Linked DNA regions of Mus musculus: region 1 is linked to region 2. The links are chromatin contacts, called in public HiChIP or PLAC-seq maps. All regions are on one chromosome and are shown on one strand. Each heading gives the region's core, a stretch centred on a gene start, on an enhancer-like site or on the middle of the called end of the contact. The rest is flanking DNA. Distances are from core to core; before and after follow the strand shown.

Region 1 (2,700 bases), core at 90-2,589, 400 kb before region 2:
AGTTACACCCACACAAAACTATGTGGAGTTATCTCAGTTGTCCTCAGACTAATGTCTTCTATTCCTGGATGATGTTTTGAACAGTTGAATAATGAACAGTGCAGAGAATAAATACACACAGCATTGCAAACATGGATGGGTCCTGGGCAATGCTCCAAAGTTAGAGGCGGCTGGATTTTACCACTATATTGGGTGTAGGATGGCTGTTCAGGGGCTTAGATGTAATCCTCTGGTATAAGTGGGAGCAATTTGCCATAGACACAATGAACAAAGTAAAATTTACCAAAGATAAGTGGGTTTTTGTTTTTGTTGTTGTTGTTTTGGTTTTTGTTTGTTTTGTTTTTGTTTTTGTTTTTGTTTTACCATCTTGCCTAAATTGTATTGCCGATTGTCAATTTCCTTACCTGGGACCATTTTCCTAAGAAATTATTAAAGGGCAAGTTCAAAACCTTTCCATTTCCATTTATTCTCCATTGGTCAGCATATCATTTAAATAATGTTTTTTCAAGTTCATTACTCATCTAGCATCCATTTCCAGTTTTCTGGAATTATGGCCAAGGCTGCAACGAACGTCTTTGGATATACACAAAATTCACCCACCTACCTTTTTTTTTTTTTTTGGAAACAGCTAAAAGATAGCGGGATGAATAGGTACCAGGTTCATTGTACTGATTATGACAATGGGTGTGGCTTAAATGAATACGTTTCATAGCCACATTTGCCCTATTTGTTATTTGTTTCCCCATTCTCTCCTGCAGCCCTCTCAGTCTCTGAGCTTTAGGTAGTCGCTAAGGCAGAAGCTGCCTTTAAGCAGAACTAAAGCCGCAGTGGAGGGCTGAAGCAGGTAAGGTCCTACTTCAAGAATCGCTTACAGTCAAGTGACTGGATCTTAGCTCCTCAAATCGCTCTTAGAGCTCCAGGTTTGCTCCGTTAAGTGACCTCGTAACTGCGGGTGCAGGTCTGGGACAGTTTGTCTGGTGTACTGTTCCTTTGTCCCAACGGTCCCCACCTGTGCACTGAACGCTACAGTTTGCCCTGTCTTCTAGTCCTTGGCCTCTCCAACCCTCGGGACAGGTGTGCATCCGTGCCTGTCGTTTACCTGCGCGGAGTCAAGTCTCAAGAAGCAGTGGCTCTGTACATGTGGCAAACTCCACTGGCCTCTGAGGGTCTGTGTTGATGTTTGTTGCTAGGCGACGCTGGGCTGCGCATGCGTGCTCTGCCCGGAATTAGTTCTTAGCCCCAAGGCTCCCTTTGTCCAGCTCCAAAGTGATCGATCAATCAATCCTGCAGGAACCACAATCGTGCCATGGCAAGTCTAACAAGGCTCAAAATCTCCTCCTCTCCCTCCCTTCCTCGTCTTCAGATATTCTTTCCAACGGCCCAAATAAAGACGATCCTGTTTGCTCTCTCGCCCTCTGCCCCCTAGCCATCCTCTCAGTAAAGAAGCCATCAGTTAATTGGCTCCTTCCCTTACTAGATCTTTCTCATGTTCTTACTGCCACCACATTCCAGGTCATCGCAGCTAATGACTCTAGTTTCTCCTCCCGGTTTTTCCTCTACACCATAGATGTACACCGCCCCATCCCTCTCCCCCTTCCCCCTTCCCAGTCCCCCGGAAATAATTGTTCTGGTCTTGTCCCTCTATTGCTCGAATGTTTGTAATTTTCTTAGGAAAAGGCATTGTCCCCAAACTGTTTGCCTGTTTGATGCCACCCCCCACCCCCCGCTGCCTTATTTCCAGTCTCTTCTACCTCACCCCCTCCCCCAGCTTCTCATTCCAAATCCCCATTTCCTTTCCCAGCTGTGCTCTCCTGGGCACTGTTTATCTTCCAGGCCGACTCTTCCTTCATTTCTACTTATCAAGCTGGGCTGGTGCAGTCACCAGAAAGAGCCCGTCAGTTTCCTTTAGGGGTCCATCTCTCCACCCCTTACACTTTGCAGACTCCTGTCCCACCTGCTCTCTGTTCTCTCGGCCCTAACAGGGCCGGATGCATCTCACAGTTGTGACCTTTCCAACTTCTGTTGTTCACAGTTGTGACTTTCCTCTTCCTGCCATCTTAATCACCTAACAAGCAGATTTTTACATGTTTAACAACTATTTCTATCAAAGTATTTGTGGGCAAATATATCACGTGATTTCTATATTTTGGTTAAACTTTGACTAATATCTTAACTAACGCAATTCATTATCTTCCTTTTTCCAGCCCCCTATATGTATATAAATATAATAATTTCTCAAGTACACAGTGACATTTTCTGCCCTTTACTCCCTTAATTGGTCCAAAAACCATTGCTCATTTTTCATATCTATCGTCAAGATTTCCTCCAGAAAGTCTCGCTCCTCCAGGCCCACAAAGCATTCCTTATTTTATACCATTGCTCTAACTTACATGTGTGCTAGTCCCAGTGTTTTCCTATGACATTATAAACTGTGTGTGCGCATGTGTGCGTGTGGGTGTATGTTTGACTGTGTACTAGTATGCATGCTCTCCCACCTAGGCCATTTCTAAATGGACATTTGGTGAACACTTATTCTAAGCCAGAGAGTTATGAGCTTTTAACGCGAGTCATATAAGCCCCACCCTAATTTTATGAGGTATGAGCTAAGTAGTTGGCATAAAGTCACTTTTCTAGTAAATGGCAAAGACAGACGTGTAGTGAGATCGGTTTGACTTTTATAGGCATGTCCTGCGCTAGTAC
Region 2 (2,755 bases), core at 129-2,628:
AAGGCTCTGTCCTGATTCGGAGCCCAGAACCCCTTCAGAGGACGCTGAGGCGCATTCTCATACTGTTGCTCTGGGTCACTTGACATTGGTACTGAGCATCTGAAAAGTGGCAAAGTGCGGGATAGTAATTTTTTTAAACCTGCCTGCCTGCCCAAATGCCCATCAACTGCCCCCACATCTGTCTTGCTCCGCCCACATCTGTCTTGCTCCACCCACATCTGTCTTGCTCCACCCACATCTGTCTTGCTCTATGCTCAGTCAGGCTCCTGCTCATCATTTAGCCTCTTTCCCATTCTGGGGGCCTCAGGTTGGGTGGTAGCACAGCTAGGAAGTGACAAAGCCAAAGCTGGTCTGCTGCAGTTCTTCTAACCACCCAAGACAGGTTTCCCAGCTCTGGGCCTGGGCCAAATATTTGCTGCTGGTCTAGAGGCTATGTCAGTGGTTCTCAACCCTTTGGGCAAACCTCTATCTCCATAAATGTTTACATTATGATTAATACCAGTAGCAGAATTACAGTTATGAAGTAGCAACGAAAATAATTTTACGGCTGGGGTCACCACATTGTGAGAAACTGGATTAAAGGGGAGGTTGAGAACCACTGATCTATGTGAATTATATAGGAAATGTTAGTTTTGCCAAAAAGTAAAACTGATCTTGCCTCTAAAACCCCACCAGAAACTACCTACCTACTGTAGTGAGTCCTGAAGTATCTGAAGTGGATTCCTTTCTGGTGATTTCAGTAGATGGTTGGGCTTTGGGAAACTCCAGTGACTGCCACTTTGACCACTAATCTTTCAGATTGTGAAAGTTTCCTATAATTGGACTTCTGTGACAGATCTGCATTTTTAACTAAAATATATTCAGTGTTAATTTATCTACTGGAGAATATTACCTAAATTCTTAGTGTTTTGAACATTTCTTTTGATGCAACTCAAATGGTTATCATGTAAATATACAATTATATTTAATATTTTGCTTCATTTTTTTGAAGCAGCGTCTACATAGCCCAGACTGTCCTCTAATTTGCAGTCCTCCTGTCTCACCCAGAGTGCTAGGATTACATGAATATGCATGCTATTGTGCCCCTTTAGCAGTTACATTTGTAAATGATCCTGATCGCATGAGCACAGACACAATCTATCCGCCTTAGGCAGCTGTTTGTGGGTACCCAGGAGCTAAAATCAACTGAATTACAGCTGCTTCTCATAGACTTTGACAGTGCCTTAGAAATCAATCTGCACCAGGACAAAGCAGACCTAAAACACATCAGGAATACTGTTCCCTGTGGTTTGCTGACCTCCCCTGAATTAGCAAGGCTGGGCGCTGGTGCTGGTGATTAGGGTCCTCCTAAGCTCCCCCCGCCCCCCAGTCTGTAGAGGAAAAACCGCAGAGCTAAGGTGCTAGAGGGACCATAGACTGCGCTGCAGAAGCCAGGCGCACTCTATAGCCAGGGGACTGAACTAGAGAAGATCTGGGCATTGCCCACCAGTGCAGGACTGGATGTCCAGCTTGTTAATCAAAGACCTTGGACCTAAGCTTAAGCTTCAGCATCGTGGATCTCGAGCGCGGGAAGGACAGTGAACTGCAAGCTACCACGACCTCTCTCTCCTCCCACCTGCGACCCAGGGAAGAAAGCTCAGAGCCCTCAGCTCCAGGCTTGGAGCTTTCTTGACACCGAATTCTAGATGCACCAGGAAGAGCCCTGGCAAGGAGCGGGCTGCGCAGGTAGGGACAAGGGTGGTGTCCCAGTGCAGCCCGATCAAGTAATCCCAAGGGAGCCTGCCTGCCACAGTGGAGCGGTGTGGGCTGCTTTCCCGGTGAGGGGATGAAGAGACCCTTCCCTTGAGTCAGATGTCGTCATTTGCTGGGCGAATTCCGTGCCCCACAAGGGCCACCCTTATCTGACAAACCCCTATAGGCTACTGGGGACTTAGGGAAAAGAGATGGAGGCAGAATCCTTTGGTAGTAGGGAGTACCAGGTTCAGGGAAAGGGAGCAGAAGACTGCCCCGAACCTAGGCATCCAGTGTAAGGAGAGGCGTCATTGCTCTAAGGATGATTTTAAACCGCGCAGAGACGCAGCATATGGTTTCCAGGTTTGGCGGCACAACACAGAAGACTTTGAGCCGAAGGGGCCTCCAGACACGGAAACTAAATAATCCCGATTTAGAGAGGCCCGAGTAGCAGGAGGCTGGATTTTTGGTTAAGCTACAATTAAGAGAAGATAATTAAGCCCGGAGCCGTGCAGCTTATTAATATTTATAGCTCTCGGAGTGAGAGGGCCTTTGCCACGCAGGAGAGGAACCCGAGCCTTTCAGGCCAGGGGCTTCGCAATGACTGGGAATGAGAAAGGGCGAAATGGGGTGAATCTGTCTCTGCGCTTCTCCCTTAATTACCGGAGCAGGAAAGTCAGTCGGGAGAGAAGGTGGTCGAATGACTCTGTCTCAGGGGCTGCGAAGAGAGATGGCTATCTCCAGTCCGGATCCCATCTCTTCCTTCAGGACCCCAACCGTGCCTTTAAGTGTCCCTGACTCCCAGGATTGAGGGCTAGTAAAGGAAACGATTTTGTAACGAAGATTCCGGGAGAATTTTCTTTTCCTCCCAGCCTTAACGTCACGCCGCAGGGGACACGGTGATTAAGTGCTGTCCTGGCTGAGGGATGGCCCTGCAAGCCCACACACTGGCCTCGAACTTGCTCATGTACGGTTTGTGGGATTCCGGGAGGCAGATCCTGCCCGCCCCGCACGGCCCCCCGCA

Evidence for each region. HiChIP or PLAC-seq counts read pairs in DNA pulled down with a chosen protein or histone mark.
Region 1: a contact with region 2 is called in an H3K4me3 HiChIP or PLAC-seq map of embryonic basal ganglia, with 3 times the contacts expected there. The contact joins the promoter of Armc3 here to the promoter of Carlr in region 2. A contact is called at or near these places in 9 of 39 promoter capture datasets (the 3T3-L1 cell line, the HPC-7 cell line, hematopoietic stem and progenitor cells and 5 more), 2 of 484 Hi-C or Micro-C datasets (bone marrow-derived macrophages and nephron progenitors), 2 of 115 datasets of contacts at active chromatin or transcription factors (embryonic basal ganglia and forebrain) and 1 of 9 other capture datasets (embryonic stem cells).

The regions. Positions count from the first base shown.
Region 1 is chr2:19,197,757-19,200,456 of GRCm38.p6, reverse strand. It overlaps Armc3 (armadillo repeat containing 3), which reads right to left and starts at 1,339. Exons shown (of 20, transcript NM_001081083.2): 1 at 1,100-1,339.
Region 2 is chr2:18,800,441-18,803,195 of GRCm38.p6, reverse strand. It overlaps Carlr (cardiac and apoptosis-related long non-coding RNA), which reads left to right and starts at 1,378. Exons shown (of 1, transcript NR_131254.1): 1 at 1,378-2,755.